Linked DNA regions of Mus musculus: region 1 is linked to region 2. The links are chromatin contacts, called in public Hi-C maps. All regions are on one chromosome and are shown on one strand. Each heading gives the region's core, a stretch centred on a gene start, on an enhancer-like site or on the middle of the called end of the contact. The rest is flanking DNA. Distances are from core to core; before and after follow the strand shown. Region 1 overlaps Pdhx (pyruvate dehydrogenase complex, component X). Region 2 overlaps Cd44 (CD44 antigen).

The links. Hi-C and Micro-C count contacts between places; a contact is called where the count stands out from the background.
Region 1: a Hi-C map of bone marrow-derived macrophages shows a contact between it and region 2, with 55 read pairs. The contact joins two enhancer-like sites. A contact is called at or near these places in 2 of 15 datasets of contacts at CTCF or cohesin (the G1E-ER4 cell line and the NIH/3T3 cell line), 28 of 484 Hi-C or Micro-C datasets (3T3-L1-derived adipocytes, B cells, the C10 cell line and 22 more), 9 of 115 datasets of contacts at active chromatin or transcription factors (CD8 T cells, the HPC-7 cell line, the NIH/3T3 cell line and 6 more) and 1 of 9 other capture datasets (bone marrow-derived macrophages).

The regions. Positions count from the first base shown.
Region 1 is chr2:103,017,783-103,022,739 of GRCm38.p6, reverse strand. Pdhx (pyruvate dehydrogenase complex, component X) reads left to right here. Exons shown (of 11, transcript NM_175094.5): 11 at 471-1,685. The coding sequence ends at 729. Among named protein-coding and RNA genes, the nearest start is that of Pdhx, 53 kb to the left of the region's middle. Within about 2 kb of position 3,454, at least 38 of the 459 cell types and tissues checked have an H3K27ac peak or open chromatin away from gene starts, as enhancers often do. A contact at or near this core is called in bone marrow-derived macrophages, where this site is marked.
Region 2 is chr2:102,877,385-102,881,792 of GRCm38.p6, reverse strand. The region is part of intron 1 of Cd44 (CD44 antigen); the gene reads left to right. Among named protein-coding and RNA genes, the nearest start is that of Gm23731, 18 kb to the left of the region's middle. Within about 2 kb of position 2,987, at least 54 of the 459 cell types and tissues checked have an H3K27ac peak or open chromatin away from gene starts, as enhancers often do. A contact at or near this core is called in bone marrow-derived macrophages, where this site is marked.

The DNA.
Region 1 (4,957 bases), core at 2,205-4,704, 140 kb before region 2:
CTTCTTTCATTTGTTTTATACCTTCATAGCAGTCATAGATTTTCTTTAATTCTCCTACCTAGTATCTGTCTTTTGGCATTATGCTAAATGATACTATTTTCAGGTTTCATAGTTAAATGTTAATAAATAAAATATAATTATCTTAACCTTTTACCTGGCAACATAAGTTCACTTACTGAGTTTCTGTGCAGAACAGTAGTATTTCATCATGAGTTCATCTGTAAACCCTAAGAGCTGCATTTCTGTCCTCACTAGTCACGCCTTCCATTTCCTTTCTGGCCATATGTCACTGACGAGGACCTCCAGTTGAGTACTCCCTGTTTGATAATAGTTAGGATATTTATATATGTATGTGTGCTGACAGACATGTTCTTTGGCCTTTGAGTGGCATAGCATAAGGTTCAGTAATAAAGTCCGTATACCTAATTCGGACCACGCCGCCTTCAGCAGTGTTTTTCTCTCCCCTCTAGTATTTCCAACTTGGGGATGTTTGGCATCGATGAGTTCGCTGCAGTGATTAACCCGCCTCAGGCCTGTATCTTGGCCGTTGGGAGATTCCGCCCCGTGCTGAAGCTGACGGAGGATGAAGAGGGGAACCCTCAACTGCAGCAGCACCAGCTTATAACGGTCACAATGTCAAGTGACAGCCGAGTGGTTGATGATGAACTAGCTACCAGGTTTCTTGAAACTTTCAAAGCAAACCTAGAGAATCCCATGCGACTTGGGTAGCCTTCAGAGACCAGGCGCTTGATTGGGTGTTCAGTATGGAGTAGATGAAGTGCGTATTTATTTAAGGCGAAAGCTTTGACCTGAGCTGTCTTCCTCTCCCCTGTACATGTACTGTAGAAATGTGTGATGACAAACGGACTAATAAAGAACATTTGGTTGGTCAGATCCACTTTTAACCTCTGGTGCTGTACAGAAGGCATTAAACTAATGTAAACTACATCCTATGTTTGGTTCATTTGAAATTTTGGAATAATTGTGAATGTATGATATTGTAAAATTAAAAAAATATATAGAACTGTCCCTTAATCATATTGACGTTATAACTGGGCTTCAAAGAGATGTCTGTCTATATTGGGGCCTCTCATTTTTTATAAGCTCTTGATATACTTGAACAATTTAATATGTACAGTTAGTTTGCTCTGGATTAGTATATAAGTACATTTTATTAGGGGTTGTGACAACATTATTAAACTTTTGTGTATATAAAGCCAGGTGTCTTAGCTAGATATATTTCCAGTCTTTTAACTTTGACACTGTGAAGCTCTAAGGATACAATAGGAATGAAGACAGAGGAAGAAAAACTAAAGAGTCGTTTGTTCAGAGACCTGACCTTATAAAGTTGGGGGAGCAGCTGGGTTTGTACCTATAACCTCAGCCTTTGAGAGAGATTGAGAAAGGAGGCCCGCTTTGAGGCTAGCTGGGCTACGCGGTGAGGCCCTGTCTCACAGAGGCAGGGAGAGTGTTTTACTGGAAAAGCTGCAGTTGATCTCAAATTGAGCAGCGAGCTTTCATGCTCAGTTGGAATCTAATGAAATAAATTCTCTTAGCATACATTGTAAATTTGTATTGTTTTAAATACAGTATTGTTTGCTGAAGCATTGTAATCAAGTTTGTATTGTACAGTCAAATGTAAGAAAATAAAAAAATTCTAGTCTACTTTGATATGACATGCAAAATAGAAGAGTGGCAAACAAGCTCACCATGGTGGTTTGCGCCTATAATCTTAGTACTTGGAAGACTAAGGCAGGGTTCCCATGAGTTCAAGACTAGCCAGAGCTACAGAGTGAGATCCTGTTTCACAAGAGAGGAGACCTAGGAAGGAGAACAGATGGGAAGTAGTGCTCATCTACTCCATCAGCTGAGCCAAATTGTCCCTCATTATCAGTAACATTAGAACTGCTTCTTTCTGTTGGCAGCTCTGGCAAGATAACGATATTTAAATGAGATGGTAATGAATGGTAATTTAATTCACCAGTTGCAGAAAGTTTCTCCTTAGTGTCAGTTGACATAAATCACCAGAAAAAAGACTCCATGGTACAAGTTGTATTGAGTATGACATGATGAACTATAGCCCTAACAAAGGAGCCTTCAGAAATAATTAGTGCCCCAGTATATCTCTTGTTAAGAAAAATATTTAATTCAGTTATTCGGTTTTAACAAGCCATTTTAAAATGGACTCTTCAAACTTTTGTCAGATTAACTTAAAATTATTACCAAGCACCGTTTTCAAAATAGCTTTTACACTTGCACTACTTTCAAGTTCAGTGTGGCTGAAATGTTTTTAATACTGTGTGAGTGTGTGTTGTGTGGATGTGGATATAGACACATGTTCCCAGGTGTGTAAGGCAGAAAACAACCTTGGATTCTTGCTTTCCACCTTGTTTGATGTATGATCTCTTGCTCACTGCTGTGTACACCAGGCTAGCTCCTGGTAATTGTCTTGTCTCTGCCTCCATCTGCCTGTAAGAACAGGTAGGGTCATGGTGTCTGTCTTTCAGGGTGTTAGGTTTGCATGACGAGTGCTTTTACCCACTGAACCCTCTCCTCAGCCCCCTTTTCTAATTTTGACATCTGAGGACTTGAACATGAGACAGCCATAAGTAGCTCTTTGCTTGCGCTCTGTCTTCTGTGGGCCGGTATCACTAGCAATAATGCCTCCATTTCCTGTAGCTACAAAGGAGGTTGGTCCCCATCCAGCTTGGACAGAGGCACTGTTTATCTGAAGCCATTTATTTCAGTTCGTGGGCAACACAAACCTAGTTGCCTCCCTCTCATGGTTTCTGTGATAGTTAATAAGCAGTGTAGAAGCTTTCCCCGTTTGATCAAAAATAATTCCTCTAGCATCTCTAGCAATTAGATTCCTGTAAGCAAATTGTCATTTATGGAAATAATCCTATTGCAGCATGAGGTCAAGGAATGATCTTGATTTGAAGGAGTGTGGATACATGGTGTGAGCCATGTGTGCATCAGCAAGACTGTCCACCACCACACTCTGTTTATAACAGGCAAATATACTGAGACAAGGAAAACAACCTAAGCATGAATTATGAGGGAAAAGCATCATTCATCTTAGTGTTTAACCATTAGTCATGGAAGTATTAATGAACAGTTACCTCTGTTAGTCAGAATGGGCTGGTTTCTTTAACTACACTTCCTACTTAGTAGCTAAAAATGAGTTTGTCCACTATTTTCTGTCACATTAAAAATGTCTGGGTGCTGCTGACCAGACTTGAATGAAACATTGCCAAGTAATTTATAAATACTGTTAAGAGTGTTCACATAATATCGAATGGAACTTTTTCTTTTTCTTTTGTTTTTTACTTATTTGCACTCTGAACCTACCTTTACCAGTAATTGTTTAAGCAAAACATAAGTTCTGGAAAAGAAGCCTTGTTTCCCTACTTTGAAAGGTAGGTGGTGCTATGAGTTAATATATTGTCATCCAAATAGAGAAACTGCATGGCTTTCGGTCTCAGCTTTCAAAGACATTCTGTTCTCATGACAAGGTTGTGTCATGATGGACGCGGGCTCCCTTCGCAAAGTGAAGAAATGAACTTATGCAGATTAAAAATTACACTTGAAACAAGTGCTATGAATGGGAAGCACTGGATTTTTAGAAGGGAGTAACAATACAGAAAGACTTTAAAATTAATCTGGCCATGATTCCAAGTGGGTTACAACAAAGGATGTGGGGCAGCAGGAAACAGCTGCAGGGTTTATACTAACTGAAGTATGACTGACTCTGGATCGCCATTACCTCAGGGCTTTTAATGAAGAAGGACAAGGAAGTGTGTCCTCCATGCCAGGCTGCTGTATGTGTGTTGTGAATGCAAGGTAGGCGTGTGCTTTCGAGACAGCGCCATAAGATGAGTGGAATTCCCTCCAGGACAGTTTCTGGAGGCTCACTATTGCCACTTGAAGAGGAGTGAGGTGCTTATATGTGATACAGCAAGTAGCATGGTTTCAGGACACATCTAAACTTGTAAATAAAAGAGTGATCGTCTCATAAAGACATTTTGAATAGTTCTGCATGGTTATTTGCCTTTCTGGCATCTGCATTGGTTTTGGAAGGAGGCAATTGGAACAAAGTAGTTTATCTTCTAAGTTATAGAACAATGAGGAGCCTCTTTAATTAAAAATAGTTTAGATAAACATATTTGGTGCCCACAGAGGCCAGAAAAGGCCATTGGATTGCCTGGAACTGGAGTTTCGGGCACTTGTGAGCAGCCATGTGAGTGCTGAGAACTGATCTTGGGACCTTTGCAAGAGCAGCTAACCACTGAACCATTTCTTAAGCACCCTTAATTGAAATTTGCTAAAGTCGTTTGCAGATGAACTTTGGAAAGTTACTGTTAGTTTGTGTCTTTGATCATATAGTTTATTTTCACAAATTAGAAGTCACTTCCCTGATTTTCCAACTCTGAGCCACCTTTTTCTTTCTGAGAAAGTGAGTATTGTCAATGCTCCTTGATTTAAACTATACCACCAAGGACATAAGTTTAAGGGAAATATAGGTTTCTGTTAAAAGTTGAGAGAACATTAGGACGATCAGTCAAGATTTTCTCATCTAAATGTATTTAAATTTTTTTCTTTATGAGATTCATAGTTATTCTTGTCACAGACAAGTAGATCTTTAAAGATTTGTCTGTTGTGGCCAAATGAGATACACATTAGTCAAGCCTTTATAAAGCATAAACTGGACACAAGGTTAAGTTTTTATGTGTATGTTACACTTAAACTTTGTATAGGGTCTCAATGTATGTAGCCCTGGTTATCCAGGAACTCCCTTTGTAGACCAGGCAGACCTCAAACTCAGATCTACCTACCTCTGCCTCCCTAGTGCTGGGATTAAAGGTGTGCACCACCACCTCTTGGCCCCACTTACTTTCTATCCGTGGCCCCTCAGTCCGCTTGGCAGAGAATACTACTTATCAGGAAGCTACAGGAT
Region 2 (4,408 bases), core at 1,738-4,237:
GGAGCCTTTAGGGGGTTAGTTCAATGCAATAGCTTCTCTCTGCTGGAGTTTCTCAGGGCCCACACCCTTCCCACAAGTCCCAGCTTGGGGGCCAGTTTCTGAGTGCATAAAGTAAATGCCTCCCTGCCTGTCATTGGGATGTTCAATTCTTTCACCTCCAAAAATACCTGTAATTGCCTTTAACTGCTTAGTTCTGCTGTCCTCCAAAAGCCACTCCCAGCCACACCCCCACAATGAGCAAGGCTTTTTACACCTTTTAAAAGGAGTATTTGCATCTGAGTCAGCTTTCCATCTTCCATTTCATGAGAGTTTGGCTTAATGTTGTTTGGAACGAAACTGCAGATTATCAAAACAAGGATGACTTTTCATTGCATAAAGACATAATAGATTCAAAACTCAAAGGAATCCTTGGTATCAGGGGGAGTCAAGGCCAGTTGCCTATGGAGAAGAGCATTTACTGAGCATGTACTATGGTCTACTTCCTTGATGGCAATTTGCATGCATTTACTGTCTTACACTCGTCTATTCTTCCGAGTAAATATGTATTGAATAAACGAGCGACACTTCTTCAGCGTCACAGGAGTCTGAGAAATGGAAGCTCATGAATTGGAATCATTTAAGATGCCTCAGATCCTATGTGCTGGGATAGCATTTAACTCAGAGTCACCTCCCCTCCCTCCCATGATCCCACCAGTTCACCTTTGTCTGGTTAATTCTAGTCTTCTGCTCTCTGGACTCAGACCTAGAAAAGTCAAGGTCTCTTTCGTGTCTTTGTGGAATTTAGATTAAATAAATCTTTTTTTTTTTTTTTTCTGGATCATTGAGTAAAAAGACTCAGTTGTAATAACTCAGAAAGGCTGATAAGCAGGAAAGGGGAGGGTGAGAGTTTTCCTCTTTTCTCAGGGACAATGGGCCCTTAAAGACCACCAGTGGCCAGGGATCCAGCTAGGGGGCAGTTCTCCACTGTCCCCACTGAGCAGCTTCTCAGGCAAGGACCATCCCAGGACTGTAGAATGGTTTGAATTGGTCCCAAATACCGAAATTCACTGCAGGGCACACTGGGGATGTTTGTGGTAATTTAGGAAGATTCTCTCTAAGGAAATTAGCAACTCTGTTGTGTTTTACTTAATTGAAACCATTCTTTGCCTAGAGCTCCATTGATGGGTGGACTCGCTGCAATTTGAGAACAGGATGCTATCCACACTTTTTGTTTTGTCTGCTCTTTCACTCTGCTGGCCAGTCCACTCTGCTTGAAATATTCATTACATCCTAGCTGTCCAGATAACAGAGCAAAATGCCACTACCCAGTCCCTGGATCACTGGGAAAGTTAATCAGCTTTCTCACAGACCTCTTCTAGCTGCAGAGGGCTGGGTTGGGAACTAGAGATTCTCAAATTCCACTTCTTTGATGAGAATGCTGGGATCCAGAGAGCTGAAGTGATTCTTTAAGTACTCATAACTTACTAGTAAGGAGATGAGCACAGAGATCCATGTCAAATAAGTGCTTTCATTACTACATCAGAGATATTTTGTGTCACACTCTCTGACACCATGGATAAAAAGACGAATAAGGTTGGGTCTAATGGGACCCTTACTGGTTGGATGGGGCAGATTTCTAATATATATAGTGTTCTTTATAAAAAAAAATGGATCTGTCTAATGTGCCAGATCAATTTAGTCCTATCATCTATCTATCTATCTATCTATCTATCTATCTATCTATCCATCTACCTATCTATCATCTATCTCTACCCTCTATCTATGTATTTTTCTATTCATCACCCATAATCTCTTACTCACAATATGAGTTGTAAGAAGCCACATAACTGGGTAGTCAGGGCTGATCCCTAAACATCTTGAGGGCTGGAGGTCTTTGGCATTAATTAAGGATATAATAACTGATCATTAATTAAGTTATCACAAGAGGTGCTTTACCTATAGGCTTCTTTGAAGACACCTACTGGCCAATAGCTACCAAGTACTAAGCACTTTGCTAAGACTCAGGCACTTTGCCCAGTGCCTTATCTGCAGTCCTTCATTTCATCCTTAAAAGCACTCCATGAAGAAAGCATGACCTTTGCTTCACCAGTGAAGAACCTGAGGCTCAAAAGTTAAAAATGACAAGCCCCACATAGCCTCACTGAGAGTAGGGCCCCACGTGTGGACAATGATCCAGATGATCTTGTGAGGTTAAAGCCCTAACATTTCCAAGTAATGGAATAAAGTAATACTAGCACGGATGATCAGAGTCACAGTTAGGCTACTCTGAAACCCTGGATTGCCTTGAGTTCATGGCTAAGATCTGGAAGGGATAGATACAGCTCTACTATCCCCAATACTGAAACCAGCTTGTGATCCGAATGGAGCCCTTGTCCTCAAAGCCAGGACATTCAGTAGCCATGCGCTTACCTTCCAGTTCTCTCTTGCCTATCTTACCGAGTCCAAATGCTAGAGGCATCTAGAGGACATCAAAAGGAGATATTTTGATCCCTGGAAGATGAATATGAATCCTAAATTTATTTTAATCTGGAGATGGGTAGAGGAGAAATTCCATTTTGTCCAGTGTATTGCTTATATTTTTCATGCCTGTGAGCAAATACCTGGCAGAAAGGGGGTGAAGGAAAGAGGGTTTCTTTGGGCTTATGGTTAAAGAGAGTACAGTCACTGTGGTGGGAAAAGCATGACAGAGTTCATGGTAGCTGGAGCATATCACACCAGGAGGCAGGGGACAGGGATTCTGGCATTCCCTTCACCCCATTTATATTTAGTCCAGAACCCCAGCCCAAGGGATGGTGCCAGCTAGACCTAGGGCTGGCCTTCCTTCCTCTGGAAAGCTTCTCTGAAAAAAAAAATCACTCCTAGGCATACCAAGGAGTGTGTCCCCCAGGCCATTCCAAATCCAGTCAAGTTGACAACGGGCAGTGAGTCACCACACCAAGAGTCAGATCCTACCCAAGCCCAGTAAACAAACAAACAAATAAAAGAAGGGCACCCTTTCTTAGGAGAGTGAGCTTAAGAGCACACTGGTCCCCTGCCAGTGCAGCTCCAGCTATGGTGACAGACAATGCCTTGTTTTGTTTTCTGTCTAGCATTGTTGGTCTCAGACACTGCCTCATTCATAGGTTAGTGGCTTCCCTGTGTGCTCTTTGTTTCTTCATACACTCTTTGATGGCAGGGATTTGTCCTTATCACTTGTACCCAGGGTCACAGCTGGCATACACTTCCATATTTTATGGATGACCCTGTGAGTCAAGACCTTTCACCGTGTCCTTATTCTAGGCTGGTGATTGTTTGGCATGAACACGGTGTGTGTGTGTGTGTGTGTGTGTGTGTGTGTGTGTGTGTGTGTGTGTGTGTGTGTGTGTGTGTCAGATTTTATCCCACCTGGCCATTGTTCTCACCCAAAATTTTCTAGAGGTCTCTGTAGCAAAAGAAGAGCCCTTTGGCAGGTCTGCTCCCTTGTCATTTTGAATGGCCATTTATTTTAAGGGAAATTAACATCTTATTTTCTTTTGGCATCTTGATAGAGGGGTCATTTGTATCTTCCTGTATTTCCAGACTTCTGGGTTTTCAAATAAGCTGTCTTCCCTAATAACGGGAAGTTATGTTTGGCCCACTCCATGTGAGAATGTAACACATGCTAAGACTCTTGTCCAAACCCTGTGGCTTTACTTAGATGTAAGAGCTTGTTAAAAATGAGTTCTGGGAGCTTGGCATTTGAGACCGGCATCACTGTTACAGATGTAGTTGCACAGGTTGAAAGCACAAAGAGGGATGGATCACAATCACTAGGTGATTGGAAAAGTCCTAACCCTGGACATCCTTTGGCCCAGATTTTTAAAATCCCCACCCACACAGCCCAGCCTCTGATGGATCTGTTTTACCCTGTTCGTATGTTCAAAGTGTCTGCAGAACGAACAAGAGTCAGGCTCACGGAGGAGACAGGCACCTTCGTGGCATCCCTACCTACTCACTTTAGCACACAACATGAAAAGAGAAAATGAGAAACAAGAGATGGCAATGTTGCAATGAGGCCTGATGGTTTTGGTGCCTCCGATTTGGGAAGTGGTGGGAACCTAGAACTCGGTCTAGTTGCAATGCTTTGTCATTGCAAATACAGCTATGTCACCTCACTATGTTCTGATAAACTGGAAGATGGTGAGGAAGTAATCTAAAGGCATGACTCTAGTTTGGCTTTTTTGTTTTTTTGAGACAAGGGTATTTTTTTATGTAGCCCAAGATGACCCAGAGCTCATGATAATTCCTATCTATGCTGGATAGTTTCATGTCAATTTGACACAAGCTAGAGTTATTTGAGAGGAGTGAACTCCAATCAAGAAAAAGCCTCCATAATACCAGAATGTAGAAATGACTGTAGAGCACTTTCTTAATTAGTGATTGATGGGGG